Regions from separate parts of the Rattus norvegicus genome. Here region 1 is linked to region 2. Evidence: chromatin contacts called from public Hi-C data. All regions are on one chromosome and are shown on one strand. Each heading gives the region's core, a stretch centred on a gene start, on an enhancer-like site or on the middle of the called end of the contact. The rest is flanking DNA. Distances are from core to core; before and after follow the strand shown.

The links. Hi-C and Micro-C count contacts between places; a contact is called where the count stands out from the background.
Region 1: a Hi-C map of mammary epithelial cells shows a contact between it and region 2, with 2.5 times the contacts expected there. The contact joins the promoter of Hmgb3 here to the promoter of Ids in region 2. A contact is called at or near these places in 2 of 12 Hi-C or Micro-C datasets (liver and mammary epithelial cells).

What each region holds. Positions count from the first base shown.
Region 1 is chrX:154,338,932-154,343,910 of GRCr8, forward strand. Hmgb3 (high mobility group box 3) reads left to right here and starts at 3,267. Exons shown (of 5, transcript NM_001398777.1): 1 at 3,267-3,427; 2 at 4,700-4,854. The coding sequence starts at 3,421.
Region 2 is chrX:154,089,246-154,094,489 of GRCr8, forward strand. Ids (iduronate 2-sulfatase) reads right to left here and starts at 2,199. Exons shown (of 9, transcript NM_001401185.1): 1 at 1,874-2,199; 2 at 925-1,061; 3 at 131-308. The coding sequence starts at 1,988.

The DNA of each region.
Region 1 (4,979 bases), core at 2,017-4,516, 250 kb after region 2:
ATTAATATTTAGAATGATTTATACACAGACGTTGGACTGCAACCCACTTGGGTTTAGGGTTGACTGGGGTTAGGAGAAGACTGAATTCACGCAGACACGCGCGCGCGCGCGCACACACACACACACACACGTATATGTAACTATACATTTAACTACATATTAATATTTAGAATTATTTACGCACAGGCATTGAAGTGCCACCCACTGGGGTTTGGGGTTGGATGACCCACCAGGAGCTCATCCTCATATATGTGTGTGTGCGTGTGTGTGTGTGTGTGTGTATGTATATATCTATACATTCCACCAGACGCTCCTTTCTGAGAGAAAACTTCATTTCCTGCCACCAGGCACTATGAACTTAACCCCATGTGCAGAATATCTTTTTGTGTGTAAAGTGACACTCATAACGGGTTGCAGGGATTGAAACCTGTAGATCTCGGGGAGCCATAATCGATCTCCCACACCCAGCAAGGACTCATCCTGGGGCCGGGCTCACAGGAGTATTCAGAAATATGTTGTGGGCCAGGTGAAAGAACTGGAGTTTCAACTCAAAAGTGCTAACCCAGCGGCTTCCCTGTGGATTTTAGAATCCCAGGCAGAGATTGACTTTAGAGCCATTTGCTCATGCAAAAAGAAAAAAGATATTAAAAATTAAAAACTGGTTACGGGTGGTTACAGGCTATAAGGACAGACCGATGGATCCGATGTCAAAGTGGACTGGGGTAGTTGAGCTTTTAAAGCCCCCCTCAGACCTCAATTTCTGCAGTGATTAAGTGAGATTTGCGATCCTTGCCCTGCTTGCCTCCAAGCGCTGGTCCAATTACTGCATCGGTGCAATTGTCTCCAAGTGCTGGTGCAATTACTGTACCGGTGCAATTGTCTCCAAGTGCCGGTGCTATGACTGCAAGGCTGCTGTCTGGACGTGCAGACTCAGAGGCTGCCTGTTGTTGTATAAATATAAAACATACAAAAAATATGGTTGTCTTTTATCCCCACTTTAGGTCTACACCGCAGTGCCCCAAGATATCTTGGATATACAGCCTAAGTAGGTATTTGTGTGTGTGTGTGTGTGTGTGTGTGTGTGTGTGTATGTGTGTGTGTCTGTGTGTACATCTGTGTGTGTGTATGTATGAGTGTGTGTGTGTGTTGTAAAAATATAAAAAATAAATAAGTATGGTTGTCTATTATCCCCACTTTAGTTCTACACCAGTGTCTCTTAAATTGCTACATGAGGGAACACACAACACAATAACCTTTGGCCCAATTGATAAGATATAATTGCCCACCTAAACATACAAAGCCCTATACACATCCATCCCTTAAAAACATTCATAACAACCTGTAAAGGTACAGCATGGAATCTTAATGTCACTCGCCATATTGTCCTGTCACGGCTTCTCTCCCACCCATCCTTCCTTCTCGTCCAATGGCAGGCCTCCTTTTATCCTGTACCTGCATCACCTGTGACATCATCCCACAGCCACCCTAAGCATACGTGGTAGCGCTAACCTTGCTATCATCCTGCCTTCTGCCCCCACCGATCATGTATGCTCTGCCTTTAGCCTCCGGTCTTGTCCAGGCCTGTTTGCCTTTGGGCCCCCGCTAGCACCACCGCCCCCACTTCCACCCCTTAATCCCCACCCCCACACATGCAAACTAGTGTGCAAACTGCCCACAAATGGGTCTCTTCCCTTCCTCCATCTTACACAGCAGCAGTGGGAGAGGCCGACAAATGTCTGTTGACTTCAGATAGGGCCACGGAAACAGACCAAAGTATGGTTTCTCTTGAGTGTAACTCAGTGGTTATGGGTCACTCACAAGTGTATGAGTGACTCACGGGCACCTACACGGCTGAAAATTGCAACCTTACATGGGTGGCAGCTCACGAAATCTGCACCCCTGGAGCTCCTGGGGATTTTCAAGCAGCCCCATGCACTTTAGCTCTGAGAGGGCGGTGTGGCCGATGGGTTAGGGCCACCTCTGCTAAATTCTTGGAGATGCACTTTAGCTCTGGGAGGTGGGTCTGAGGGAATGATTGACAGGCGACCGCGGGTTGTCCTGTTTGAATGAATGAGCCCAGAGGCCACGCCCATCTGCTGAATATGCATGAGGACCGCAGCCAATGGCGGGGCGAGGAGGTTGTTTTAAACGGCAGGGCCCGCTGGCCAATCAGGCGGCTCTCGTGCAGGCAGCTAGCGCGAGGCTGCGTCGCGCCCCGCGCTGCCCAGACCGGCGAACAATACAGGTACGGCCCGCACCGCAGCCCGCGCCCCTAGCCAGATGTTCCGCAGCTGCAGCGGCGCCCACACAACTTTCCACCCGCGCCTCCACTCCCGCGTCCTTGCTACCCCTTCTCCTTTTTCGCTGCTCGGCGGCAGGGAAGGAAGACGCCATTCAGGTGCCTCAACTTTTCGGGTGGCTGGGCTCAGCAGCCCCCGGCCAGATGTTCCGCAGCGCGGCGAGCGAGTGGCGGCTGCGGGCTTCGCGGGCCGAGCCGATGGCTCTGCGTGAACATGGCCGTCGCGGAGCGCCCGGTGGTCAGGGAGGCCGGGGCAGGTGCGGGAGGAGCATGGCGGGTGCAGACTCGGGCGAGGCCGCGGGGCCGGGGGCGCCGCCGCCGGAGCGTCATGGCCGCACGGGCGCCTTTGTTATCCCGTGTCGGGGGCGGGGAGGCCGGGCTGGCGGCTCGGCGCCCTCGGGCGGCCCGCGTCGGGGGCGAGGCGGGGTGGGGGCGTGGCGAGCATGTCGGGGGCGCGGCCCGCGTCGGGGGCGGGGAGGCCGGACTGGCGGCTCCGCGCCCTCCGGCGGCCCGCGTCGGGGGCGGGGCGGGGCGGGGCGGGGCGGGGGCGTGGCGAATGTGGCGGAGGCGCGGCCCGCGTCGGGGGCGGGGAGGCCGGGCTGGCGGCTCTGCGCCTTTGGGCGGCCCACGTCGGGGGTGGGGCGGGGCGAGTGGGGCGGGGCGTGGTGAGCGTTGGGAGGGGAGGGGTGGGGGCCGGCGAGCGTGGCGGGGGCGGGCCGAGTGGGGCGGGGGCGTGGTGAGCGTGGGGCAGGGCGAGGCGAGCGTGGGACGGGGCCCGCGAGCGGGCGACTGCGGCGGGCCGGGGCCGCTTTGTTCCCCGCTGTCGCGGCCTGAACCGGCCGCACGCGGATCAGCCATTTTAGGGAGTCCGGGGGCGGGGCGAGTGTGTCGGGACAGGGTGGGGGCGTGGCGAGCGTGTGGGGGCGTGGCGAGTGTAGCGGGGGCGGGGTGAGCGTGGGGCGGGGCCGGCGAGCGGGCGACTGCGGCGGGGCCCGGGCCGCTTTGTTCCCCGCAGTCGCCGCCTGCGCCGGCCGCGCGCGGATCAGCCATTTTTAGCGAGCCCGGGGGTGGCAGCAGCGGATTTGACGGGCACTTTCTTTCATCCCGAGGCTTTGGACGAAATGGAAGGTGAATGACGGGTGTCCGAAGCAACGGGGACGTGACCCCGATATGGGCTGTCTGTTGCCGGCCTGGACGCCTGGGTGCGCACCTACACACACACACACACACACACACACACACACACACACACACACAAAACACACAACACACATAAACACACACACCACATAACACACAAACACACACAACACACACATAAACACATACACACAACACACAGACACCACACATAAACACACACACCACACGCGCGCGCGCGCGCGCACACACACACACACACACACACACACACACATACATACATACATATACACACACCGGGTTGCCGAGGCTGGGCTTTAAAGCAGCCCTGAGGGCCTTTGATGCCAAGGGGAGTGGTTTAGTTTTCCATGGTGACCTTGGGTGTGGGAAAAGGAAAAGATGGCGGGAAGCGGGCGAGAATTATTATTCACTTATTATTTGTTATTATTATTATTAAATCATTATTGTTTCCAAGTAAAATGCAGCAGTGGGTTAGACCTGCAAGCCATTTTTATAAAGCCATTAACGCTTGAAATTTTTGCATATTAATTTATTAATGATTCACAATAATTAATAACTGTTCTTTAATTAACTTATTCACTTATTTTAATTCATTTCACGTATTTGATCCCCGAGATGGGACAGTGAGAGATTTATTTTTACCGCGTTTTACAGAATAAGAGAGTGAGAATTATTATTCACGTATTATTTGTCATTATTTATTACTTTTTTACTTAGTATTTTGTGTTATTTTTACCATTTATTTGTTACTTATTAATTGTTCATTTATTATCTATTATCTTTACTCATTTTTACTATTTACTTATTTATTTTCTATTATTATTTACTACACTATTATTATTTCATTATTTTATTATTGTTATTATTTCATTCTCTTCTTAAAAATAAGTGATGCTTTACATTTAACAACCCTGGCATTTGACACCTGTTCCGATTTATGTCTCCTTTGATTTTCTATTGAAACTTTAAGAATTCTATCTCTTATGACCTACCCTGTCTAGAATTACTTAGTTATTACTTACTTACTATACTAGTATTTATTATTATTATTTCATTATTAAGTTATCATCATCATCATCATCATTGTTTCATTCTCTTCTTAAAAACAAGCGATGCTTCACATTCAACAGCCCTGGCATTTCATACCTGTTCCAATTTATGTCTCCTTTGATTTTCTATCAAAACGTAAGAATTAAAGGGACTTTTTTTTTCTCTTTGTCTTCTATAACACATCAGTCAGGATGGCTAAAGGTGATCCCAAGAAACCAAAGGGCAAGATGTCCGCCTATGCCTTCTTCGTGCAGACGTGCAGGGAAGAACACAAGAAGAAAAACCCAGAGGTTCCAGTCAACTTTGCTGAGTTTTCCAAGAAGTGCTCTGAGAGGTGGAAGGTATCTCCGCTATTTGATTTGTACAATTTGTGCAATTTGCTCACTTGCACATTTACCCCAATGGGCCCCAATCGGCCAACTGTTTTCTTCTCTACATTAAAAATTAAGTGCAAAGCCTTTTTTCC
Region 2 (5,244 bases), core at 949-3,448:
TGTTTTTTTAGAACGGCATCAATGAACCAGTTACGTAAGCCTGTCAGAGAAAAGACCAGTACAAGGATAGTCCCAACCCAGTATCTAGGCACAGAAACGGAGAGCCCAAGCTTTGGTAATTGAACAGTACCAGGGTGAAAGACTTTCCCAACCGACATGGTCACGTAGCCATTCTCCTTGAAGTATTGGGGGATGGTGGAAAAATTTCCAGAGTGTACCCTCCAGTAGGAATTGAAGTCATACAGGCGGGTGGTGTCAGGCCTCCTCCCGGTGAGGAAGGAAACTCGACTTGGTGCACACACTGCTTGCTGTTAGGGAACAGAGGCAAATGTCAACAATGTCACAGCCAAATGTGTCTGCAGTCTTCATGGTAACTAAGCAACCTCTCTAGATCCTCAGCAACAGCCTGGCAGCTGAGTCACGGAGATGTCAAAGCCAACCAAGTGGGATTTTGGGCCTCGCCCAAGGTACTAAAGACAGTTGTCCTCCCAGCAATCAGGCTCTCAAAACAGCAACGGTATGTGCTTTCCTATGCAATGGCACCCCTAGGTACCCAGAAAGGGTGATACTCAGAGAGAGTAGCCCTGAAAAGAGGGTTCAGGGAAGACAACTGCCATGGATAGATGACTGACTCTTAGCCACCCACAGCTGGCAGACCCACAAGTTGGATTTTCAGCTCTAGTCAGTTCCTGTTTCTAGCTGAAAGCTAGCCAAGCCTGTCTTAAGCATGTTAGGGCCAGGGCATTGTCTACGCCCAAGGAGAAGGGGAAACCCTGCAAATACGATGGTCCTTGTCCATGCAGGCCTTCATTTTCTAAGCCCTGCTTTCCCCTTCCAAGAAGGTCAATAGAGCAGTACCATGCATCTCAATAGTGTGTATAAACAAAGAGGCATATACCCTCACCTACAGGTCCTTGGACATACCTGAGCAAAGGCATTCTCAAAGACAATGCTATGGGATGCCAGTTGGTCAATGTTTGGGGACCTCACTAGCTTATCTCCATAACAGCCCAGGGAGGGGCGGAGATCATCCACGATGATCAGAAGGATATTCAGAGCATCTGCACAGGAAGGAGGGGCTTTGGTTATATCACATGCACTGACATTGAAATCCCCCCTCCCTAGGGTAATGAAAGGATCAAGGCTAGCCCCTGCTCTTTAACAATCCATCCAGAAAAGGGGTGAACAGGGCTCTGCTCCAGCAAGGGCTGGGTTGAGTACACAAAAGCCTTAATCCAAGGTTTGAGTGTTATGTTTCAGTCCTGTCCCCACATCTAGGTGAAGAAGAAAGAGACAAAGAGACAGAGATGGGAGGGGAATCAAAGAATAGAGAGAAGGAAGGAATGGAAGACAGATGGAAAGATTGTAAAATGAAGGAAAGGTGGATAGAAGGCAAGAAACAGGAAGGAAAGGAGTGGATGAAAGGGGAAAGAAAGGAACATGGACGGATGGCGAGCAAAGAACTGTTAAGAGACATGTAATCTGGGCCACACCCATGTGTATATGGATAGCACAAACTGGACTCTGGGTCATAAAAATAAAAAAAAGGAATGAAGTTGGAAACAGGGTATATCTGGGTGGAGTTAGGAGCAGTGGGGGTGTTAGAAAATGCATTTATGAAATCCTCAAAAATTAATGAAGGAAATGATGGAGAAAAAACATGAAGGGATGGAAAGGAAGGGGGGAGGAGGAATGGATGGATGAAAGATAATGCGGGCTAAATAGACGGAAGGAAGGAAAGATGGAGAGGAGTGGAGGAGTGAAAATGTGGGGGGAAAGGATGAAGGAAGAAAGAAGAAATGATGGATGGAAAAAAAAACATTAGCCAGGACAGAGACAAGGTTGGATAAGACTGGGAACAAGGAATTGGCACCTGTAGCAGAGTTGCCTTGCGCTGCGGACACCAGGGCGATACAGAAGAAGCCTAGCAACAAGCTGAAGCTAAGCTGGCGCCAGGTAGTTGGTGGCGGCGGCGGCGGCGGCGACATTTCTTCCTCAGCACAGCCTTGCGAGAAGGTACGGCTACATCAGGACCATTAGGTAGCCGTAGCCGCCGCCGCCGCCGCCGCCGCCGCCGCCGCCGCCGCCGCCGCTGCCGTCGTCGCGGCCTCCACAGCCCGCGACTGTCTCAGAGAAGACTGCGCGACACCGACGCGACGCCTCGGGCCCGAAGGCCCGGGCGCTGGCTTGAACGCGACTGCGCTTGTGCAACTCTCTTCTGCCCCTCCCTCTGTGGGTGGAGCCTGATGGCGCCGGAGGTCCGAGCGTAATCGGTCGCGGTGGGCGGAACCTTAACCGGAAATACTGCTACTGCCGCTTTCCCAGCGTACTTTTTAATGTAAACAGTGGTGACTGGAGATTTGATAATCCAAAGGTTTTGCTATTGAACAAGCTTCTTGCCTCTTTGCCTTTGCTAGTTCTGTACCTTTTACCTGGAACTCCTGCCCTGCCCTTATATCTCTATACATCTTAAATTTTCTTTCCAGCCCCATTCTCCAAAGAAGCCTTTTGCAAACTTCCATTTTATACCTAAAAGGATCTCTTTTCCTCTTTATTGGTACAGTAAATCCTTATTAAACACTGCATAAGCGCACACATACAATGTATACTAGGCATTGTTAGTAGTGCTAGAGTTCTCAGTCACTGCTCTGATTGAGCTTAAAATAAACTCGGAGAATGTGCCCGGACAAAATAAAGCTCAGGGGAAGGGTCTTATTATTTTCTATGAGGTAGTTTAGTCAGAACCTCAGTGGTAAAGTAATAGCTGAACAAATATTAGAAGGAAAGAAGCAATCCAATTCTTGTCTGTAAAAAGAGGGAACGGCAACTATGCAGCAGACAGTGATGGCTGAAGTCAGCCAGAAAGAGAATTTTGGAGAGAAGAAAAGAGATGGGCACAGTGATTGGGAGTCAGACTCCTGTGGCAACAATTATCCACTGCTCATTTTTTGACTGGAGACCAAGAAGGATACACCATGTCTTCTTTCTACCAAATGGAGCTCTGGAAAACTAGACCCTTTATTGCTGAGTCGCACCAAATCACCCACCCATAAAATAATCTAGCACAATGTCAAGCATACTGATGAAAAATTTGTGTTTGTTATTGCAAAATAATTGATTGTGGCCTCTTACCTTCTAGGCAACATGTTAAAAACTAAAGGCAATAATTTCTTCTCATATCAACACTGTGCTATATGCAACGAATATCCCTATTACTGTTCAAAACAGAAAATTATGAACACCTAAATTTCTTGAATGAAGGCATTAATCCAGGAAATGTGAGACAGTGTGGCTATCCATGAGGAGCATGCCTCTTCAGGGGGTAACCAAACGACACACAGCCTAAATAACCCCATAGTCAAGTAAAGAAGGATTTGAGGCAAAAGTTACAGGTGATTTCTACTTCTAAAACTGTTTGTTAGACTATTTTCTAATTCACAAACACAGTTTCTGAGGACCCTCACATCCAGGCTTAGAGTGTGAGGAAACATAGGGAATAAGACCATGGGAGACCAGGAATAAGAGCATCCTCAGTGTTTTCCACCATTATGGCCATGGCCATGGTTCAGTTCCAAACAGAAACATAGCAGAGACTCATCTTACGTTACAACCAGAGAGACTCAGAAGCCAAAACACAGAAGGAATTAACCTCAAATATAAGGGATGCTATGGTCTGGTTTAAGGAAATCAAAGTGGCCCATTTGGCTGTAGACTCTCTAGCCTTGAATGATTACTACTATTGAAAAGTCAAAGCTGATATTTTCTAAGTACAACAGACAAATATATGAAATGCCCTCCATGATCTACACTAATATTTTATTTCATTGAACATTTTTAAGGAAATCATGTAACTTCACTAAAATCTAAAATCTTTAACTGAAACTTCACATCATAAAAATCAGGCCTCTGTCAGCTGGAGAGATGGCTCAGTGGTTAAGAGCTCTTGTTGCTCCTGAAGAGGACTGGGGCAGAATCTCATGAGTAACATCCATTCATAATTCCAGTTCCAAGGGATTTGAAACCCTCTTCTGACTTCTGCAATAACTCTAAAACAAAAAAGGTCAATACTTCTGTGTGGCTCAGTGCCAACATGATATACAATAGATACAGCCAAAGAAAATAGGCCAATTCTTTCTATTTAAAATTTACTCAAAAATATTAAACAAACTTCTAAAATGTTAAATTATTTGTGACTGACTCACTTCTCAAAACCTAAGTACAAGGTCCACAACCACACCTGTAACACTAACACTGAGGACAGTAGCATCACTGGGGTTTACTGACTGACAGCCTAGCTGAAAAAAAAGGCCAGGAGTTCCATGTGCAGGGACAAGTTTTGTATAAAAGAAACAAGGCAGACAGTAATAGAGACAGACACCCAAGACCCCTGGCCTCTGAGCATAGGAAACACTTACATGCATGTTCACAAAAGAAAATTGACTCTAAAGTTAAGCATACAGGATGTTGGCAATGGAGTTCCTTCAAAAAAAATCTGTGGAGAGAAAGGCAAACAGGAAGGGAAGACATCAGGATCAGTTGCATCATGGTGTGTGTGTGTGTGTGTGTGTGTGTGTGTGTGTGTGTGTGTGTGTGTGTAAAATTTTGATCATTTTTCATAATCAAGGGTTCAAAGTATGTACATAGATAGAGGAAGAGATAAGTGAACTATAATTTCATCTATCATGACAGGAAGTCAGCAGTGTCTAAAGTTGAGAAAAACACAAGATAACATACAGATATACACATAGGATTTAGATTTAAATAAACTCTCAAAAATGATGTTAGAAACATTTTGAATGAAAACTTTCATCTAAAGATATGGACAGAATGACCTTCATTTTATACTATATGCCAAAACTGCTACCTTTGATTATGTGCTGAATTATTGACCCTGAAAAAATACATTAAAGTGCCAACACTCAACGCCACAAAATATATCATTATTTTGGAATGGGATATTTACAGAGAAAACCTTTGTACAGTGTGTATTGATCCAGTATGATTAGTGTCCTTATACAATAGGACAACTTTCAAACAATTTGAACTTAAAACAGTTGACAGTATCTGTGCTCCTACTTCCTCAGAGGGCTGAGGTGGAAGAACTGCTAGTGCAAGACAGCTTGGGAAACTTACCAGACCCTGTCTCAAAAAACAACTGAAAAGAAACATTAAAGGGCAGGGAATACATCCCAGTGGTAGAGAAGAGGCCTGGCACATAGAAGGCCCAGGGCTCAATCCACAGAA